Linked DNA regions of Sus scrofa: regions 2, 3 and 4 are each linked to region 1. Evidence: chromatin contacts called from public Hi-C and HiChIP or PLAC-seq data. All regions are on one chromosome and are shown on one strand. The core of a region is the stretch at or near the end of the contact, and the rest is flanking DNA. Distances in the headings are between cores, read along the strand shown. Region 1 overlaps SLC1A2 (excitatory amino acid transporter 2). Region 2 holds the start of CD44 (CD44 antigen). Region 3 overlaps CD44 (CD44 antigen). Region 4 has its middle 100 kb from the start of CD44.

Region 1 (5,463 bases), core at 1,066-3,565:
TAGCCCTCCATCCAGCCAGGAAGGGATTGTGGGGGGAGGGGATGGTGCAAACAAGGTAGAAATGATAGCCCAGGCCTTGTTGTCAGATTGGCACGGGTTCGAATCCCAGCTCTGTTATTCGATGCTCAGCTGGGTGGTCTTAGGCCAGTTGCTCACTTGCTCAGAGCCTCATCTGTAAAGTGTGGTGATGAAACTCCTCTAGCAGGATCAGTATCAGGTCAGTAACACACACATGCACGCACACACGTACACACACACACGTATACATGTATATAGATGTATTTATATATGACATGGCACAATGACTGGCAGATAATAAGCACCCAGTGCTCTGTTAGGGCTCAGCAGACTTTTTCTGCAAAGGGCCAGGCAGTAAATATTTTAGGACTTGTGGGTGACAGAGTCTGTATCACGACTCTTCAGCAACACGTGAATGAAGCAGGTGGAGGATGTGTTCCAATAAGGGTTTATCTACAAAAACAGATGTCAGGGTGGATTTGACCATGGACAGTTGTTGCTGTCCCAAAGAACCTTCACGCGAGCCTCCTAGATAATGTTAAATGTTCTTGTAGCCCCAGGAAAAAAATAAAGAGGAAGAGGTGAAATTAGTCTTAGTAAAATATTTTATTTGCTTCAAATTATCCAACCTGTTGTTGCTGCCACATGCAATTAATGTGAAAGATCAGGAATGAGGTATTTAATGTTTGGTAGGATTTTTTTAAACGTCTGCCGTTTATTTGAAACTCAAGGCCACTCTCACGTCATGCCACGTTTCCAGTGGTCCATCACTAAATCGGACAGCACAGCTTCGGGTGGTGCTTCTTAAACTGTGTGTCCTGACCATTCGGTGGGTCAAGAAATCAATTTATTAGAAAAAAGTGAAATTAAAAAAATGAATAGAAGAATAGAATCTATCAGAGAACATTTCGTATGGAAAGAGTGTGGGTCATTTGCTGCGATTGTGTGTGTGTGTGTATGCTTGCACATGTATGGATGTGTGCTTATGTATGCATGCTTGCGTGTATGTTGTGTGTATATGCATGTGTGTGTGCTTACATGTATGTGTGTGCTGGGTCATACTGAGGAACATCGGCTATATTTCTTCCTGTGGGTCATTGTCAAACATGCTTGAAATTGACTGATTGACAGATGAAAATCAAGTTGTTTTTTTAAATCAGGCTAAATGAGGAGTTCCTGTCGTGGCTCAGCGGTAACGAACCTGACTAGTATTTATGAGGACAAGGGTTTGATCTCCGGCCTTGCTCACTGGGTTAAGGATCTGACATTGCCGTGAGCTGTGGTGTAGGTCGCAGATGCCACTTGGATCTGGAGTTGCTGTGGCTGTGGTTTGGGATGGCAGCTGTAGCTCCAATTTGACCCTTAAGCCTGGGAGCTTCCATATGCCACAGGTGTGGCTGTAAATAAAAGCAAAAATAAATAAATAAATAAATAAAATCAGGCTGAGGCGTTAGCAGCTTTGCCAGGGCTGTGCCAAAGCTATCCATTGACCACGTGACATGTGTAAAACCAGTCAAACCAGTTACTAAATGTCAGGCTGACCACTTCAAAAATACAAATCAGAATTCTCAACTTTTAAAAGTTTGACTTTATTATCGCTATGCTTAGTTTCAAAGGATCCTCATTTTACAGATAGTGAACAGAAACCCGAGAGGTGGCATGCATAATCAAGATCCCAGACAGGAGCCGTGCTTCAGGGTAAAAATGAGACCAGCCTTGGGTCCAGCTCAGGAACAGCTCCTGCTTCACGTGTCCACCTGTGCATGTGGATGGACACCTGGGCCAACTCACCTGGTGACTTAAGTGTCACGAGGTATTTTGCTTGGAACTTTGGAATATAAGAAACAAAAGTTAAAGAGATACTGTGTTGAAGTCGTTCCTTCTCTTCTTGATTCTTTTTTTTTTTTTTTTTTTTGTCTTTTTGCCGCGCCTGTGGCATATGGAGGTTTCCAGGCTAGGGGTCCATTCGGAGCTGTAGCCGCCAGCCTATGCCAGAGCCACAGCAAAGTGGGATCCAAGCCCCATCTGAGACCCACACCACAGCTCACGGCAACGCCGGACCCTTAACCTGCTGAGCAAAGCCAGGGATCGAACCCGCAACCTCATGGTTCCTAGTCGGATTCGTTAACCACTGAGTCATGATAGAAATGCCCGTCTTGATTCTTTCATTGATTCTTCCGCACATTTTTCTGAACATTCAAAACCAAAAGTGAAGTAGGTTCAGGCTCTGGTGCTCTAGCAGTGCATGATCCAGAAGGAGAGTTGTCTTTCCAAGTGTGTCTAAGAAGCGGAGGAGTGTGTCAGAGGAGGTGTGTCAGAGGAAGCGGAGGAGAGCATGTTGTTGCATTTGGTTCATAACTTCATAAGAAATGAAAATAGGAAATTGAGGGAGTTCCCGTTGCGACACAGTGGAAACAAATCTGACTAGGAACCATGAGGTTGCGGGTTTCATCCCTGGCCTCGCTCAGCAGGTTAAGGATCTGACGTTGCCATGAGCTGTGGTGTAGGTCACAGATGCAGCTCGGATCTGGCGTTGCTGTGGCTGTGGTGTAGGCTGGCACCTGTAGCTCTGATTAGACCCCTAGTCTGGGAACCTCCATATACCACAGGTGCAACCCTAAAGAGACAAAAAAAAAAAAAAAATAGGACATTGATAAAATTTAACCCCTGCACACCCAATCCCTCGTTAGCTGTGTGATGAAAGACATTTTAAATAACTTGTATAGTAAAAAGTATTTAAGGTCCATTTTCCTGAAATAAATTCTGAAATATCCCCCTCCTGGTTGGGTTCAGTTTTCTTCCTTTCCTACAGGACTGGGATGTAGAAAAAAACACAGATTTTGGATTCAGGCTGACTTGGGTACAAATCCTGCCTGCACAGCATCTGGGCGGTAAAACTTAGCCATGGTCTCTAAGGCTCAGCTTCCTTGTCCATAAAATGGAGATAATAATTTTAGCCTCATAAGTTTGTAGTAAAGATTAGTTGGGGAAATGTATATTAAGATAAAATAGTTTAAGTGTGGAAAAATGCTTTTATATCTGAATTTTTGATATGAATATGTTTTCATAATAATAGAGCGAAGTTGAGTATAGAAATGATGTAGTTTTTTCACTTCTTCTTCCTTCCAGAAGGGTGCAGTGTAAGGCCAAGAAATGCTTTCTTTCAGTTATTTTCCTGTCCTGATATTTAATGACTGCATTTTTAAGATATCTTTTCTCCACCCGTTCCCATCTCATTCTCACACATATCCAGTTTCCATCAGGAATTCGATGTTAGAGGAAAAAATGGCCTCTTTTTCTGATACTTAAAAATAAACCACGACAAATAAGGACTTTGAGTTGTTGCCATGACTGCCAAACCCTCTCCTGCCCATTATCCAGAGTAAATTATTTATTTTTTTGTTTTGTTTTTTTTTGGGGGGGGGTGCAGATTTGGGGCCACAGGTGCGGCATATGGAGGTTCCCAGGCTAAGGGTTGAATTGGAGCTGTCGCTGCCAGCCTACACCACAGCCACAGCAACACCGGATCCTTAACCAACTGAACCGGGCCATGGATCACACCTGCATCCTCATGGATGCTGGTTGGGTGTGTTTCTGCTGAGCCACAGTGGAAACTCCCAGAGTAAATTATTAATGAGCTCGTCCAGGACTGTTTATCAGTAAACACACAGGTTGTTCTAAGGGGAAGGTTGTATGACTCTGGTAGGGAGAGTGAGGTTGCAGTGCTGGGAAAGTTGGTGGTGGTGGGGGGGTGCTTGCTTCTCAGCCTCCGTCCACAGGGAAAGACCTGAATGAGCCAGCCATTTGCATGAGATCCTCTTCAGTGGCCAAAAAGTCTGTTTTCCTGGCATTTCAGGTGCTTACAAGGCTGAGTGCCTCTCTGAGTCACTTTTCCAGAAGCAAGATGCTTTAAACGAGCACTTTCTCTCATTCCCAGAAAGGGTTGACCCATTCCTGCTCAGATAATCCTTCCCAGAAATTAAGACAGCCATCCAGGGAGTTCCCGTCGTGGCGCAGTGGTTAACGAATCCGACTAGGAACCATGAGGTTGCGGGTTCGGTCCCTGCCCTTGCTCAGTGGGTTAAGGATCCGGCGTTGCCGTGAGCTGTGGTGTAGGTTGCAGACGCGGCTCGGATCCCGCGTTGCTGTGGCCCTGGCGTAGGCTGGTGGCTACAGCTCCGATTCGACCCCTAGCCTGGGAACCTCCATATGCCGCGGGAGCGGCCCAAGAAATAGCAACAACAACAACAACAACAACAACAAAAAAGACAGCCATCCATGGTGTTTGGTTGACCAGCCACAAATTCGTATACAAATTCCACGGGAGAGAGCGGGGAGGCCACTGGAAGCCGAGAACGTCAGGAAGTATATGTTTGCAACTTATTGAGATAGAAATGGCTGTCCTTGTTTGGGTTTTTTTTGTTTGTTTGTTTCTTTTTTTTCTTTTTTGCCATTTTCCTGGGCTGCTCCCATGGCATATGGAGGTTCCCAGGCTAGGGGTCCAATCTGAGCTGTAGCCACCGGCGTGCACCACAGCCACAGCAATGCGTGATCCAAGCCGGTTCTGTGATCTGCACCACAGCTCACGGCAACGCCAGATCCTTAACCCACTGAGCAAGGGCAAGGATCAAACCCACAACCTCATGGTTCCTATTCGGATTCATAAACCACTGAGCCACGACGGGAACTCCTGTCCTTGTTTTTATTTTAACAAGAAGCACGACCCATTTGCCATGGAAAAGCTTCTCAGACGAGGTCATTTTGAGCCCATTTACTTCACTTTTCTGAGCCTCAGTTTCTACATATGTGATATAGGGTTGACCAAATCTTTTAGGAATGGTCGCGAGGGTAAATGCATAGAAAACATGTAGCAAATTTCCTGGCCCTCAGTAAGCCTTTAGTAGCTGCCGTTCTTAAACTGGTTGATCCCTGCACCATATATCCGTATTTCTCTAACATCGCTGAATCTCCTGAAATCTATTAGGATATTCAAACAAAAAGCCTGTTAAAGCTGATTTTATTTTCATTTTCAAGAATAAGGGAGTTCCCGTCGTGGCTCAGTGGTTAACGAATCCGACTAGGAACCATGAGGTTGCGGGTTTGATCCCTGGCCTTGCTCAGTGGGTTAAGGATCTGGCGTTGCTGTGGCTGTGGTGTAGGCCGGTGGCTACAGCTCAGATTGGACCCCTAGCCTGGGAACCTCCATATGCTGCGGGAGTGGCCCAAGAAAGGGCAAAAAGACAAAAAAAAACAAAAACAAAAACAAACTAAGAATTGATTTTCTTTCACTTTCTTTCAGAAGAAAATGCCAGACACTGCCACCCCAGTCATAACATACTGATGCCTTTTCTTCAGTATTGAATTTTGGTTTCTACTAACCATCTCCGAATTTCATTGAAATGGTGTCTGAGGGTGTCAGTGTCTGAAGGTATCTAGAAAACCTGT
Region 2 (5,463 bases), core at 1,452-3,951, 250 kb after region 1:
CTCAGAGGGATCAGCAGGCTGCCTGCCACCCCCAAACCCCACTACTGTCAGATGCACCCCTCTTTCTAAACACCAGGAGTGAAATTCCTTAGCAATGACCTCTCACCCACAGAGGAGAGGAGAAGGAGAGGGACGAGGGCTCCCCCCAATGCCCGCCACCCAGGGCTACTTTATTCCTCCCACTGTGACACCCAGTTCAAGAGATCTATTCTCCAGCTTAAAGAGTCTGGGTCCAATGCTGCTTGAGTGCATTCGGCCACATCGCCACTTCTTGCTCTCCAGTAGGGAGATGGGAGCTTTCTTCCTTCCCGAAGCCTCGCCCCTTCCCACAGTTTCCTCACTGTCCTCCAGAGCCCACTGCCTCCACTAGCAGCGGGGCAACAGCAGAACCTCCCCGCCTCCTCTTTCTCCTTCCCTTCTCTGCCTGCCCAGCCCAAGCCTGCTGTTAAGTCACGTCTCCTTTCCAAGTCTCAGTTCCTTTCAAACAACTTTACAAGCACATGAAAGCCTGGGCCCCAGCAGTTATTGCTACAGGCACTTTTGGGCGCTTCCTCCAAATGATGCTGCCCAAAGGGACCACAAAAACTCCGGGCAGGAGAGCCTGCTGGTCTGGGGAGGAACTTCAAGGGTCAAGACAGTGCTGAATATTGGGGGATGGGGCCCTTAAGAAGAATCAGGGCTACAGGATGGAGGGAGTCAGGAGTCAGAATTCTCAGAAACAAAGCAGAAGATGACACAGGAACATAATGTACAAATAAACTTCCTTAGAGGTCACAGAGACACCAACCTGGTTCCTCTTCACTGAGACCAGGCTCAGGGCTCCCCCTGGAATCTTCCCCTCTTCTCTCCCCGCCCCAGCATTTCTGCCTTTCCACGGCTCCTTGGAGGTCTAGTTCCTTGCCTTTGAAAGCCTCCTCTAAGGGCTCTGGTCCACCACGACCCCACCTTCCATAAAATCTTTTCTGAGAGTCTGTCTATGCCACACACCCAGCCTAACATATTCTGATTAAGCAATAGGCTCAGGGGTCTGGTTCACACGACCACCCATCCTTCTGGCTGTGTGAACATCAGCAAGTCACTTAACCTCTCTGAGCTTCACTGTGTTTCCCTCCTGTAAAAAAAAAAAAAAAAAAAAAAAAAAGGCTAACAACACCACACTGGGCCATCACAAGGGTGAAATGAGATAACCCAAGTCAAGAATTCAGCACAGTGCCTGGCACAGCAAAAGTGCATAAGAAATAGTAGCTAGTGCAGTCATCCCTATTAATATTAATTATTATGATCGGTGATTACTTTTGTTCTGTTTGAGGAATCTACATCTTAGATCCCCACATGTCCTTCTAATGCACCCAACTAGGATTGTGTCTTTTACTTTCTTGGTACTCCCAGGGTTGTGTTTAATAAACACTTGCTGAGTGGAATTAACCATAGGTTGAGCTGTTCTAATGACCCAGCTGGCACTTCTTAAAAGAAAAATAATTAATTTTTCTAGCGATAACCAAATCAGCCATGTAATTATCTGTACCTCTATAGACAAAAGAAAGGAATGCTTGGAGTTCAGCCTCACCAATACATCACACACAGCCTCTCCCCCCAACAGCCACTGAAGGGCATGGAGCCTATTGGGATGGGATATTGGCAGCCCCAGATCCAGGATTCCTGATGCCACCCTGGTGCCCAGGTTCCCCCATCCTGCCTAGAGGCTGCCAGGCAGGGAATACGAGCCACATCGCTGCTGGCTGGATTTCCCCTAACTGATCGGCAGAAGCAGGAGGTTGCCAGGACCTAGCAGCTGGCCCAGTCAGTGCCTCTCCTATTCACACTCCCTGACCCAGGCTGGCACCTCGTGGAGACCCAGAACCTTGCCACAGTGCTGGTTCAGGTTCCCACAGTGTTAAGATCCTTAGTGACTGGAGCCAACTGTAAGAGCCTTGGAACCCAGGACCCCTTTCTAGAAAGCTCATGGCCACCAGCCCTCACACATAGCCACTGTGCCCACCTCTATGGCCACCTCGCCAACAGCCCTGCCTCTGCCCTAGCCCCTGTCCCTGCCCTGCCCAGCTCTGCCCGGCCACAGCCCAGCCGGGCTTCCAGCGCCCTTGGGCACCAGAGCCTGTTAGTCCAGACGCGCGGGCTGTGCGCGCCCAGGAATACAGTTACTTTCTGCCTTGTGCTTCTAGGGCTCCAACAACCTCACCCAAAACTGCGCGCCACCGCCGGCAGCCTGCCCAGCAAACTTTTCTTCGTTCTTTCTCTTTTCAACAAAACGGTGCTTTCCACCAACAGGCTCTCCACCAGCTTAGCGCAAATCCGTGCCCGGCTCTCCTTCCCCAAATCCCAGCCGCTCGCCGCCCACTTGACTCAGGTGCCCCAGGGCCAACTCAACCCGCGCGACTGCCGGCGGGTCCCGGCCACTCCTGTCACTCCCTCCCACCGCCTCGGCAGGCACTCACCGATCTGCGCCAGGCTCAGCTGCACGAGGCAGAGTCCCCAAGCTGCGCGCCACCAAAAGGTGTCCATGGCGTCGGAACGACGGAGAGAGTGAGCGGGTGACATGGAAGGGCCGGGGCGCTGGGCGGGGGCCGGCAGAGCACTGGACGAGCAGGGCGCCAGAACCTGTCCGAGGCTGGGGTCCGGCTGGCAGTGAGGGCGCCTGGGAAGTTGGGTGCAGTTTTTATTCGAGGGTTGAGTGAGTGACCTAAGAGGGAGGGAGCGAGCGGAGGACACACCCAAGCGAGGGGGCTGTGACTAAGCAGCCGGCAGAAGTTTAAAGACGTACCGGCTCTCCTTGGCGCTGGCCTCGCTGCCCCCGCCCCCTTCTCCACGGAGATGGTAACACCGGGTGCCAAAGCGGGTGCCCCGGGGGGCCGCGGGGTTCCATCGTACCGGGAGGCACCGGCTTTCCGCTCCAGAGGCGACTGGGAGCCCAGCCTTTGGACGCAGCAGGGAATGACTGAGTCGTAAAACTTCAGCCCTTTGGGATCAGCCTCTGGCTTCTCCTCTTTACTGTTTCTCTTTGCATCTGGCTGGGGAGCTCTTCTCCCTGGGTTTTCAGAGGCAGCTGGATATTCTGGGAGAAGAGCTGGGACAGAGCCAGGTCCTGCCCTGGAGAGTGGTGCTTCCCTGCCCATGATGGGGAGCTTGTGATTCTTCCCAGGGAAGAGAGGAAGTGCACATTCTTCTTCCCTCGAAGGAGAAGGAAGTTCACAGCCTCAGGTGGATTTTTGATTCTTATCAGGACCACTCAGAGAAGGCTAATGATAACCAGCCACTGACCCACCTGTTATCATCCAGCCTCAGGCTGGCACCTGGAACCATCCACCCATTCATCCACGCACTCACTCACACACTCATTCATCCTCCCAAGTATCCTTCCATCCACTGATTCATCTCTCTACCCATCTTACCTTACCTCCCTCCAGGGCTCGTGCATCTGTCCATCCAGTAGACACTCACAGCCATCCATCCTTCTTTCCATGCATTTATCTAACCACATATCCTTCCAACCACCCTCTCATCCAGCTTCTCATCCAGCTGTCCTTAATCTTTTCATATTTCTTTGTTTTTTTTTTTTGTTTTTTTTTTTTTTTTTTTTTGTCTTTTTGCTATTTCTTGAGCCACTCCCGCGGCATATGGAGGTTCCCAGGCTAGGGGTCCAATCAGAGCTGTAGCCACCGGCCTACACCACAGCCACAGCAACGCAGGATCTGAGCCGCGTCTGCGACCTACACCACAGCTCACGGCAACGCCGGATCGTTAACCCACTGAGCAAGGGCAGGGACCGAACCTGCAACCTTATGGTTCCTAGTCGGATTCTTTAACCACTGCACCACTACGGGAACTCCTCATATTTCTTTGTAAATCCACATCCATCTATACACTGTCCTCGTCTCCTTCCATCCACCCGTATATCTCATCATACATGTATCCATCCATTATTCGCCCATCCACCCATCCATCCTCCACATATCCATTCACCATTTTATCCACCCTCTCACCCACCCATGCGTCTATCCCTTCTTTCTTGCTGCCATGTATATTCCTATCTATGCAAGGGTTAATCCACTTTCCTCCATCTAGGCTACCCAACAAATCTCGAAAGGAGGAGGAAATTGTCATATTCTTCAGGGGAGGCATAAACCCTACCTTATATCACACTGTCATATCTATCCGTAATATACTGTGATTTAATATGTGAAATGCAGAAGCAGTATTTGTTGCTCATGTGGACTACTGAAAGTAAATCTTAATGGAATTCTTGCCTGGTGAGACATACAGAAAATGACAGTGGTTACCAGTGATTCTGACAAAAAAGACCCTGAAGGAGCTGTGCCAGAATTTCTGAGGGAAAGTAATTACCTTTTGATTGTGGAGAGCAGTTTGGAATGACTTGAACATTTGATCAGAGGAAGAGGTTGAGGGGGGCCAGCAAGACATGAGAATTAGTGGGGTGAGCCATTTCTAAGTTTTACTGGGAAGATCGAGCTTGATTCCTAAGAAATAGGGAGCTAATATAAGCTTATTATTATTGTTGTACTAAAATAGACATAACATGAAATTTGACATGCTAGTCATTAGGTAGCGTTTAGTACAGGCACAAAATTACGCAGCCATCAGCAAGCACTGTTTTAGTTCAGGCTGCCGTAACAAAATACTATAGATTAGGTGGCTTAAAGAACAGAAATTTATTTCTCACAGTTCTGGAGGCTGAGAAGTCCAAGATCAGGGTGCCAGGATGGTACAGTTCTGGTGAGAACACTCTGGTTTGCAGGCGGTCATCTTGTCAGTTTTCTCCTAGCCTCGCAGGGGGGCGGGGGGTGGGGGCAGAGAGAGAGGGAGCTTGAGGAGGACAAGCTCTTTTGTGTGTCTCTTCTTATAAAGGCACTAATCCCATTCATGAGGGCTCCACCCATATGACCTAATTACCTCTTAAAGGCCCCACCTCCTAATACCATCACACTGGGGTTAAGATTTCAACGTAAGAATCTATGGGGGGGGGGGGTGTTCCCTTCCTGGCACAGCAGAAACGAATCCGACTGGGAACCATGAGGTTGTGGGTTCGATCCCTGGCCTCACTCAGTGGGTTAAGGATCCAGCATTGCCATGAGCTGTGGTGTAGGTCACGGAGGCAGCTCGGATCCTGCCTTGCTGTGGCCCTGACAGGCTGGCAGCCATAGCTCCAATTGGACCCCTAGTCTGGGAACTTCCATATGCCACAGGTGCAGCCCTAAAAAGCAAAAAAAAAGCAAACATCTAGCTAATAAACACTATCTAGTTCAGGGTAAGGTTTTGAGCTGGGGAGAGCCTCCTTGACTACAGGCTACTCCTCTTGCATTCTCAGGGAGAAGGTTTGGGGGCCGAAAAATCACTGGACCTACTACTCCCCAAACACTCAAACCACTCATAGGGTGGCCCATCTGAAAGGAAGAGGGTGCCTCTGAGCCCCACCTGCCCAGCAGGCAC
Region 3 (5,463 bases), core at 1,060-3,559, 200 kb after region 1:
CTGGCTCTCCCTATTGCCACCCACTAAGGACCCTTAAGGATGGACTGAGCTACATAAGCCAAAGACGCACTTCTGTGTGCTCAGGCAGCCCGCCTCTTGACCTCTGCCCTCCTGTGTGCATTAGGGAGGATTTGCAATCATTCCTTCTCAGTAAGTCCCAACACCTGGTCCTGAATCATGAGGTTTGGGCACTCTCCTCACTGGGCTTGGAAAATATGGTTATTCAGGAACTTTTTAGCGCTAACTTGTTCAAGTACGCCATATGCTATGTTTAAGTTTCTACCTGATTGTTTTTGGTTTTTTTTTGATACCTTCTTGGAGTTGATTTATTTGGAGCTGACATATTGGATCCTAGAACTCCACTATGACTCTCAGGTTGGCACTGGACTGACTCTGCTGGACAGACTTCTCTCTCTTCCTAAACTACTAAAAGAAACTTAGCTACCTACGTGCTCTGAAAGAGGAAAGCATGATTCTTTTCTCAACTGAAATCCTGAACTATGTTTTATTAAGGAAACATATGATAAGCTTAATCTTTTCCTTGATTTTTGAACAGTCTATAGGCTCCAGGAAAGTAGGTCCAACTCTGCGTCCCCAGGAACCAGAGCAACATCTGGCACAGAGAAGACCTCAAATATCCGTTGAATGAATGACTAGCTTAATAATCCTTACATCTCCTCAATATTATTTTCTAATGGTGTTTACTACTGGATCCCAAGCATTAGAATAGCTTGGTACATAGTAGGTCTTCAAAATATATTTGCTGACTAACTTTGGTAGGAAAGGTGCAGTCTTTAAAAGATGTGCTATGAATATTTATAAAATGTCCTCATTGCCTTTTCTAAAGCACATATGAAATGCACACTAGTTTATGTAGTCTGTTAGCAGCTTAAATGTTCATTTCCTCTTCATATTTTGCCACGATGTTCTCCTTTGGGGGGAAATGGTCCTTTAGGACAGATCTGATCTGCCTCCTGCTGAAACCTCTAATTGTCATGTTTGCCAACACTGGACAAAATCACGTGCCCTGATGATAAGTACCTTCGATGTGGCTAATTTGCAAAAGGCAGAGAAGTCAAGAAGCAGCGAGTAACAGGCAGCCCCACACGGTTGGTTTGCAGAAGCTTCTCTCTCAAGAAGGGTGGTCCATGGGATTATAGATAATACAGTGGAACAATCTCCAGAGAGCCAATACTCCAGGAAATCATGGGAAATTTGAAAAACGTGTTTTTTGGAATGTTTCAAAGCATCTACGGAGAATGACCAGAACCCAACCCTATTTGTACCGCCCCCTCAGCCAGATGCTAACAGAAATTTAAAAGGCTGAGAAAGTAACATTGCATTACATCATAGCACTCTGGTAAATTCCCAATTCCCTGGCTTTTGGGTGGTGAGGAATAGAAAAGGGCCCCGTCTTGAGCATTTGCAAACCAGAAGATTTCCACCACACTCTTTGGAGCCCAGAGTTCTACCCCTCAAGAGCCATAGCCAGGGAAAGAGAAAATCCACATCATACTAAGAAAGCTCCTAAAGAAGCAGATGGCCTATTCGAGTCTGAATAATCCTGCACAGAAGAACACGGCCAATCTGGAAACCCGTCTGAAAACAAACCATAGGGAAAAAGAAAAGAGAGAAGCAGAGAAGGAGACCAGAGGAAGATGTAAACACTTTCCCATGAAAGTAAAGCACCAGGGGCCAGAACCCCAAGAAATCTTATGCAATGTTTACGTATCTCCACTCTAGCAGTCCCAAAGTAATGAGTTCACAGACGAAACCAAGCAAGTTTTAAGAGCCTCTCCCCACCAGCTGGAATATAAAACTCAAGCAGATTTTTTTTCACCAATGTACCAAATTGATTGTTCCAACGGCACTAATATAGTTTCTGAAGGAGATTTGATTTGACCAGATAACTCCTTCAGATATGCTTCCTTAGACCAAAAACAAAGGAATTGTTTAGTAGATCATGGGTAGTGAATATGACAAATTATTACACAATTAATATGACTATACATCAGGCTAAAACATAAAAATAAAAAAATTAAGCTGCAGAAAAGTAGCAAATGGAAATGGTAAGCATACACTATGATCCCAAATTTGTGAAAACAATCTTATCCATAAATGAATAAGAACAAGAAGGAAACCTGCAAAAATGAAAACAGTTTCTGCATCAGGCTTGACTTGTCCCCATATTTCTGGGACAAGAGAACAAGGGAAGTTCTTCTAAAAAACTTCCAATATGCCACTTCCAGTATACTGAAAGAAAAAAAAAATTGTTGGCAGTAGCTGTCCACGCATACAGCGCACTGACAACCACAGGAGCCCCGCCGCATGACGTCACCACTTTCTAGAGACAGGGATAATCAACGCACGAGGAAAATCAGAGCTGTTTTTGCAAACGAATCGCTATTGGAAAGATCAGGGATTCATTCTCCTTACTGGTAGCTGGGGTATCCTCCGGGTTGCTAGAGACCCAAGGACCTTCTTGGTCTGGGTGCGTAGTAGTCGGAAGGTGGGTGTGGAAGATGCTGTAACCCCCGGAAGTGCTTCTTTCACTGGATGATCCACTGCTCATATCATCCTCCGGAGCCATGTTGGGGTTGATGTCCTCGGGGTTGGTCCTGTATTCACCTTTCTTGGTGTAGCGGGTGCCATCGCGGTTAACAATAGCTGGCAGACAGAGAAGGCACTTTCAGAACTTGGCCGCTGACACTCTCTGACTATAGGAAAGACTGTGGCTTATCCTATAAGGCAGTGACTTCAAAGCTGTTTTTGTTTGTTTCTGTTAAGCAAAATAACATCTAACTACCTACCTCCTGTTGGGGGCACAGAGTGAACAGTGCACTATGAACATGAACCTTCCCCCATTCACCCACCCACCCTGGAAATGGGGACAGGGAAAGAGGGTGTCTAGAGCTCTTTTAGGGCCGCACCCTCGGGCATCTGGAAGTTTCCAGGCTAGGGGTCAAATCGGAGCTGCAGCTGCCTGCCTACACCATCAAACCCACATCCTCATGGATCCTAGTTGGGTTTGTTAACCACTGAGCCATGAAGGGAATTCCTGGAATCCCACTTTGTGTGGCTCTTGACAAGGTGGGTAACTCTCTGAGCTTCAGTTTCATCTTATGTAAAATATGGGTAACACTACCTCCAATTATGAGCACGATATGATACACTGCATGGAAAAGGCTTGGTGTAGTTATTCAAAATAGAGTTGGTGCTCAATAAATGGTCTTTCTCCCGCCTGGTCCCTACCTCCCTTCTCAATACATGTAATATGTATTGCTATTAATTTCATCTATTTCAAGCAAGAATTTGAAACAGGCGACAGAGAGACTGTTGGTCTCAACAGGACATATACAAGCATAATGCATTTATTTGTGCCTCACTTTATTGAGCTCACAGATATTGTGCTTTTTACAAACGGAAGGTCTGTGGCAACCCTGTGTTGTCAGATAATGGTTAGCATTTTTTAGCAATAAGATATCTTTAATTAAGGTTAAAGATAGCATTTTTTAGCAATAAGATATCTTTAATTAAGACATGTACATTGTTTTTTTTTTTTAAACATAATGCTATTGCACATTTGAACTACAATGTTGTGTAAATGTACCTTTTATATGTGCTGGGAAGCCAAAAAGTGTACGGCAATATGTGCTTTATTGAGGTGGTCTGGAACCGAACCTGCAATATCTCCAAGGTAAGCCTGTATATTTGCAGAGTCATGAAGAACGAGATTTTCTTTCTAAGGGGCCCATTTGTCAGTTTAAATGAACTCCCATCCTGGCTAAGAAATTGGTGTACTTAAATATTGACAGAGCCTCTGTCATCTCCTGTGAAATTCAACCTGAAATGAAGAAGTATGGGGGTCTAAAAAGATCGAAATCTTTGGTTTAAACAAGCAAATGACTAGAATGACAGGAGAAGAAAGCGCAAGAAGGAATTTGTTCACTCTTCCCCTCTCAATGGGTTATCTGCTTTCAGGTACGGGTCACTCCCTGTCCAAGGGTACCTTTAGCTGACATGATTTTCTGCTGTATTGCCTTGGTAGGACTAAAGATTCCTCTGTTGCCCTATCCAGCTTGTCCAAGTAGAGGTATTAATAAACCAGAAATTAAAAAACATGCCAACTCTCACTTGCCCTAATAATCTCCACAGATGAAGCTCTGATAAGAAGTTATGACCAAACCTGAACATGTCTGGACTGAGAGAGAGAGAGAGGAGAGAGATCTGTAAGGACCAAGAAAATGGGGCATTTATGGGCAGGGCATCAGATACATTTTCTTTCTTCATTTTCATGGCAAATCTCATACATTGTTCCATTACCCGGAAGAGAAAACTGAGGCTCAGCTGACCCAGATGGTAAAGAACTAGGATTTCCAGCCAGGCCTGATGGACTCAGCACACCTCACCCTGCAGGCCTCCCCTTCCTTTTGCAAACTACAGTCCAAGAGGAATCTCTTACTAACCATGGGGGGCTGGACTTGTGTGGTCCAGGAAGATTCTGGTTCCCCGGCCACCACCACTGCCCCCATGCATACCGAGGAGTCTGGCTCTTAGGAGGCAGAAGTCCAGCCTCCTCGTCGCTGTGATACTTCTCAGAAAATAAGGCTCAGAGGCAATCAGATCAGGGTTAATAGGTGGACCTATCTGAAAGTTCTGGCTGAAGTATCCTGTCTTGCAGTGCTGAATGCCTACGTCTGAGGATAATCAAGATGATTTTAGGTGGTGTAAATAATGTTGGAACACATTTCCAGGAAGTTTGTACCCTTTGTTATCCTTTTTCCACACTCCAGTTAAATCAAACAGAAAATTTAGGGGGCTGGAATACCCCTACCCCTAACACTTATTAATCCCCATCTCTGAGAGCAAGAGCACAGCTCAGACTCAAAGCCCCCATCAGCTAGAATTTAAGAACAGTATTTAAATTTTCCTACATTTAACTTTATTTTTAAGGTTACCTTCTACTTATGACCAGGGATGTTGGTTTTCCACTTGAAAGCTTTTTAAAAATGTATTTTAAGTAGAAAGGAATAGCTCAACTAAATAAAAAATATCAAGTAAATGATGGTGCTGTGTCCACAGAGATGCTAAAACATGTGAAAGGAGTTTTCAAATGCCTGACATCGGGGAACAATGCATTGGGCTAAACCAGAGAGCAGGTCCAAGTCACAGAAGGAAAAGGGGAAGGGACAGTAAATCACAGTCCATGTCTCTAGCCTTAGGGAGATGAGTGCTACTTTAGCCAAATACAAAACATACAAAATGCGCCTGATTCTCTCCTCAAGGATGAAGAAACTCCATCCAGGTTAGAAGCGATACGTACTTATGGTAATTGGTCCTTCGAAGGTATTAGGCAGGTCTGTGACTGATGTACAATCTTCTTCAGGTGGAGCTAAGATGCAGAAAAGAAAAAAAGGCATGAGAACGCTGAAAAATATGAGCCTAATTGATGTTCATGTCTAC
Region 4 (5,463 bases), core at 876-3,375, 150 kb after region 1:
GTGTAAGTTGCAGACGCGGCTGGGATCCTGTGTTGCTGTGGCTGTGGCCTAGGCCAGTTGCTGCAACTCCGATTCAATTCCTAGCCTAGGAAATCCCATATGCTGCAGATGTGGCCCTAAAAAGCAAAAAATAAAAATAAAATAAGATAATAAAATGAAACCAACTGAAATAAGGAATCAGGAAATTCTTGTCTTTTGCAAGACATCCCAGCCTGGTGCTGCCCTAAGACAGAGCTGCACGTTGCCAGTGACTCTGTAGCCCAGTGCAGATCTTGTGCTTCCAAATGTGCTATGCCCCAGAGCCCATTGAAAAAGTGGCTTCAGAAGGCAGAGGGAAGAGAGGGCAGAATCCACCCTGCCCTGGGAGTGCAGCCAGCAAACCTCACTGAGAATCACAGAAGAGATGCTGCCATTATTGGGACTTTGGGCGGGGGGACCGCGTGCTTATTCTGATTTCTGTATCTGCTCTGTGCTGATGGTCCTCAGTAAATAAGTACCAACATTATTTCTGTTAGAGCAATTGTTCAAGTCTTGTCCGTCTTTGCCTTCCAATATTTGTATCCTTCTGACAGCTTTTCCTGACATTTCTGTCATTTCTTAATGAGACTGAAAGAATCCTAGGAGGAGGGGAAATAAAAAGCACAGCTCTTCCTGAACTTCAGTAACCTCGCCTGAAATTTGAATTGCCCTTAAGCCTTGAGTGCGGGAAACCTGTCTCTCCACTTCTGCTTGGAAGGGTTCCCAACGTTTGGGCCCGGGATCTTTTCGGCTCAGCCCCAACCATCTCCTCTTCCAACCTCATCTCCCACTTCCAACCCATCTCCTCTCTCTTCCCATCTAGGAGCTACCCTGAAGCTTGGCTCTGGCAGGGCCTCTGCGTGGTAAGATTGTGGTCACTAATAAGCCTTGATAATTTCACCCTTCCCTAGAAAACAGGAAGGGAAACTTTTTTTCCTTTCTGATGGTGTTTTGGCCATTTCAGGGTGGGAGGTTCTCGGGACCCAAATTCTTAGAAGGGTTTGGGAGGGGCTCTGAAATTCTTGGACTACCTCTGACTTCCCCGTCATCATGGTTCCGATTCTAAGTCCCTGCTATGTATTTTCGCAAGAAAAACATTGAGGATGATATCGGGAAGGAGGGAGGAAACTTGTGCACAGCTATCATATTCCTTGCATGCGACTCCCATTATTCTATTTAATCCCCCAGCCCTCTTTCTGGTGCTAAGTGCTCTTCCCCTTTTACAGATGAGGAAACTGAGGCACAGAGCCATTCAAGAACTTGTGAAGGTCATAAAGGGAGGAAGTGGCATGGGTTGGATTTGAATTCAGAGTCTCATTTTAAAGACCCCCGTTTTCTAACTAAACATTAGCTGCCTTTCATGAGGTTTTTGCCATTCCTCTTTACGGAGTTAGGAAGGAGGAAGTGGTTTGGACAAGACTCCTGGAAAACAGTAGTCATCCTCCGATGAAGCAAGCAGTCTGGAAACCCGAGAGGGGCAGGATTGAGGAGGCGGGCAATGGGCAAACTACTGGTGATGAAGACCAGATGTCAACACGGGCAAGGGGTGGGGTGGGTTATTGGGAAAGAACGATGGCTCAGGCAGACTGCTGTTTCCCCGGACCCTTCCCCCAGGGCATCACGGCAAAAATCACACGTAACGCGTGACTAGCTTCTTCCACTTCTGGTAAGCACGACTTCCATGAGGTCGTTCATGGCTTCCTAAATCAGTGCTATCACCCCTGCGCCCGGATGGTGCCTGCATCTTCACTTACTCATCCCTAAGCCCTTCCTGTGGTTTCTGAACACCTCCTTCCGCCCCATCGGGCACAGAGAGTGAGGGCGTGCTGACCTGGTTGGTGGCATTTGGAGACCATCTCAACTCTGACAGGCTCAATTTACCGAACTTCCGCCAATAGGCACTAAAGCACGTTAAGTCAGAGACGTTGGGAGGAGCTGAGCTCCATGCTAGAGCCCTTTCTATTCCTGTAATTGGGGGTCCTAAAAACTTGTTCAAATAAGAATTCTCCTTCAAGGGTTTTAGGGAAGAGACAGGTGTGTACACCCGGGTACCCGTAAATGCTCAGCAGATGGCACATGTTGAGGTGTATGGAGCTGGACCTTCCCTTGAGTGCTGGAGAGACAAAGCCAAATCCTGCCCTCCAGAGACCCACTATGTCCAGAGACAGGTTCATGGGCAAACTGATGAGGTGGCAGAGTACGACCTGCTTCAGGGCAAGGTGAAGAGGTGGCTCGGAGAGGAGAGAGAGGGCTCTGCCTGGGTGGGAGTGGGTGAGACTCCTTCCTGGAGGTCATGATCAAAGCCATGGGTGGTGCCCCAACTCTGGTTAATCTGCAGCCACAGCTCAACTAGCCAAGATTTCATCAAGGGACACCAGCTAATCTGCTTCCTGGTCTGCAGGAGCTTCAGCCTTGCTTGAAAAACAAAAGGCATTTCTGTTAAAATCCAAGAGCTTTTAGCAGAAACCTCATCCCTCGTGAGAGCCTTGGATTCTGAAATATTCTGGTTCCAGATAACCCTGAGTTAGTAGCCACGTGTATTTAAAAGTTGATGAGAGTTCTGAAAATTAGAGGCGGGTGGTGGAGAGAGACCTTAAGTACTTAGAGTGTGCCTGTGGAAGATGAATTCATATTCAGATAGGAATTAACATTTTTGAGGACCTGATACATGTCAGGCATTGTCATGTACTTATTACCTCATTTAATCGTCCTAACAACCCTGTAAAGGTTTTATTGTCCCTTTTTTATAGATGGAAAAAGTAAGACTCGAGAGTATTTAAGCTGTTAAGCAGTAGAGTCAGTATAAATCTCAGGTCTGTCTAATTCCAGAACTCGGGCCTCTTGCTACCGTACCAGGTAACCTCCCAAACAAGACTTAACACAGAATCCTGCTCCTTCCTTTTCTTATGAAGTTGTTTCTGGCTTTCCAAATGAATGCTATTATCAACACGGCCCACATGGTGTGTGTGTCTTAAGCGTAAACGTGAGAGGTGCCCTTGAGCATAAGGCTCTTTCAAAGCATCCGTCATAGGTTGATTGTGCTAATGGCCCTGATCACTGGCCTTGACCATTGTAACTACGCTTTTTGCGATAGGACCGTGCAGCTCCTCGCATTCAGAGGCGGAGTCTGTTTTCCAGCCTTCAAATCTGGGCTGCTCTCGAGCCTCGATTTGGCTGATAGTCTACGGTGTTGTGGCAAAGTGCCAGTTCTGGGCCTTGGCCTCCGGAAGTGTCGTGGGCATCTGCTCTCACTCGGAACTCTGCCAGGCCTGCATGCGATGGTTGAGGGCCTGTGGGGGACCCACAGAAAGAGACGCCAATGATCCTGGCCATCCCAGATAAGCCATGGTACATCAGCCAGCTTCTAGCTGCCCTGTTTGTTCGTTTGTTTTGTTTTTTTAATTAATTAATTTTTTAAAATTATTCAAATGAATTTATCACATCTGTAGTTGTATAATGATCATAACAATATAATTTCACAGGATTTCCATCCCATAACCCAAGCACATCCTCCCACCCCCCAAACTGCCTCCTTTGGAGACCATAAGTTTTTCAATGTCTGTGAGTCTAGCTGCCCTGTTTGTTAACCACAGCCAAGTGCATGAGTCGATGCTCAAGGGAGCCCTGGCCAGAAGCAGAAGCACCCAGTCAGTGGGTGGATTCTTGAGAAATAGCCGATGTTTGTTGTTTTAAGTGGCTTACTATGTTTTGAAGTAGTTTTAAATGCATCGAGTTAGCCGGTAAAACCAAAAAGTAATTTAAAAAATTTTATTATTATTATTATTTTTTCAGGGCTGCATGTATGGCATGTGGAAGTTCCAAGGTAGGGGTCAAATTGGTGCTGCAGCTGTAGGTTGACCCCACAGCCACAGCAACGCAGGATCTGAGCTGCATCTTCCAACCACACCACAGCTCAAGGCAATGCCGGATCCTTAACCCACTGAGTGAGACCAAGGATAGAACTCTCATCCTCATGGATACAAAAAAAATTTGGCTGGAGTTCCTGTCCTGGCTCAGTGGTTAACAAATCTGACTAGGAACCTTGCTCAGTGGGTTATAACGATCCGGCGTTGCCGTGAGCTGTGGTGTAGGTTGCAGATGTGGCTCGGATCCAGTGATGCTGCGGCTGCGGTGTAGGCTGGCGGCTACAGCTCCAATTCAACCCCTAGCCTGGGAACCTCCATATGCTGCGGGTGCAGCCCTAAAAAGACAAAAAGAAAATTTTGGCTGTCCCATGACTTGTGGATACTAGTCAGGTTCGTTAATGCGGAGGCACAATGGGAGCGCCCAAAAAGTGATTTTCTTTTAACCTAGAGGTCAATTATGCAAGACAAGACATGTATTGTTTCATTTATTCATCAGTAGTCCAGTTTGGACTGTTTGTTCCCCAGACATGCTGTCCAGTGGTCATCTCAGCATCTCCCTTTATCATCGTTTTCACCTTGGTTTCTGAATCGCCTGTTTTCCCCTCGCGTGGTAACTCCCTTGTTTTGATGGGGAACATCCTTCAGGAGCTGCCTGGGAATGGGCGAATGGGTTAGGAGACAGGGCACACCTGAAAGGTCTTCACCCCACTCTTGCAGTTACTTGGTGGTTCAGCAGCCTTAGAATTCTAGCTTGGGAATGTTTCCCTCAAAATTTCAAAGGTGTTGTTTCTCAGTACTCTCTTTCAAGGTGGCTGTTGAGAAGCCCACTTCTATTCTGATTCTTTTTTTTTTTTTTAAAGTTTTTTTTTTTTTTTTTGTCTTTTGTCTTTTGTTGTTGTTGTTGTTGCTATTTCTTGGGCCGCTCCCGCGGCATATGGAGGTTCCCAGGCTAGGGGTCGAATCGGAGCCATAGCCACCGGCCTACGCCAGAGCCACAGCAACGCGGGATCCGAGCCGCGTCTGCAACCTACACCACAGCTCACGGCAACGCCAGATCGTTAACCCACTGAGCAAGGGCAGGGACCGAACCTGCAACCTCATGGTTCCTAGTCGGATTCGTTAACCACTGCGCCACGACGGGAACTCCTATTCTGATTCTTGATCCTCTGTGTGACATAACATTTTCCTCCTCAGAAGCCTATAGGATAATCTCTTTGCCTTGACTGTTAGGAATTTTTAAGATGATGAGCCTTAGTGTGTGTCTATTTCATCCATTGTGCTAAGCACTCAGTCCTTTAGATATTCATTTTTAATTCTGGGGAATTTTCTTGATTTATTTTCTTGGATGACTTCTTTGTGCTCTCTGCTTTCTCTCTCTCTCTCTCTCTCTCTTTTTTTAGGGCCCCACCCACGGCATATGGAGGTTCCCAGGCTAGGGGTCTATCTAATCAGAGCTATTGCTGCCAGCCTACACCACAGCCACAGCAACGCCAGATCCATGCCACATCTGTGGACCTACACTACAGCTCACAGCAACACTGGATCCTTAACCCACTGAGCAAGGCCAGGGATCGAACCT

What was found. Hi-C and Micro-C count contacts between places; a contact is called where the count stands out from the background. HiChIP or PLAC-seq counts read pairs in DNA pulled down with a chosen protein or histone mark.
Region 2: a contact with region 1 is called in a Hi-C map of alveolar macrophages, with 1.8 times the contacts expected there. The contact joins the promoter of CD44 here to the enhancer-like site in region 1. A contact is called at or near these places in 9 of 47 Hi-C or Micro-C datasets (alveolar macrophages, embryonic fibroblasts, fetal skeletal muscle and 4 more) and 2 of 2 datasets of contacts at active chromatin or transcription factors (alveolar macrophages and skeletal muscle).
Region 3: an H3K27ac HiChIP or PLAC-seq map of alveolar macrophages shows a contact between it and region 1. The contact joins two enhancer-like sites. A contact is called at or near these places in 1 of 47 Hi-C or Micro-C datasets (embryonic fibroblasts) and 1 of 2 datasets of contacts at active chromatin or transcription factors (alveolar macrophages).
Region 4: an H3K27ac HiChIP or PLAC-seq map of alveolar macrophages shows a contact between it and region 1, with 8 times the contacts expected there. The contact joins two enhancer-like sites. A contact is called at or near these places in 1 of 47 Hi-C or Micro-C datasets (embryonic fibroblasts) and 1 of 2 datasets of contacts at active chromatin or transcription factors (alveolar macrophages).

The regions. Positions count from the first base shown.
Region 1 is chr2:25,630,461-25,635,923 of Sscrofa11.1, forward strand. All of the region lies in intron 1 of SLC1A2 (excitatory amino acid transporter 2), which reads left to right. The region is part of intron 1 of LOC110259680 (a long non-coding RNA gene); the gene reads left to right. Among named protein-coding and RNA genes, the nearest start is that of SLC1A2, 29 kb to the left of the region's middle. Within about 2 kb of position 2,316, at least 9 of the 83 cell types and tissues checked have an H3K27ac peak or open chromatin away from gene starts, as enhancers often do. A contact at or near this core is called in alveolar macrophages, where this site is marked.
Region 2 is chr2:25,881,508-25,886,970 of Sscrofa11.1, forward strand. CD44 (CD44 antigen) reads right to left here and starts at 2,702. Exons shown (of 14, transcript XM_013994425.2): 1 at 2,454-2,702. The coding sequence starts at 2,556.
Region 3 is chr2:25,833,507-25,838,969 of Sscrofa11.1, forward strand. It overlaps CD44 (CD44 antigen), which reads right to left. Exons shown (of 14, transcript XM_013994425.2): 4 at 5,324-5,392; 5 at 2,437-2,667. Among named protein-coding and RNA genes, the nearest start is that of CD44, 48 kb to the right of the region's middle. Within about 2 kb of position 2,310, at least 2 of the 83 cell types and tissues checked have an H3K27ac peak or open chromatin away from gene starts, as enhancers often do. A contact at or near this core is called in alveolar macrophages, where this site is marked.
Region 4 is chr2:25,781,671-25,787,133 of Sscrofa11.1, forward strand. No RefSeq gene overlaps it. Among named protein-coding and RNA genes, the nearest start is that of CD44, 100 kb to the right of the region's middle. Within about 2 kb of position 2,126, at least 19 of the 83 cell types and tissues checked have an H3K27ac peak or open chromatin away from gene starts, as enhancers often do. A contact at or near this core is called in alveolar macrophages, where this site is marked.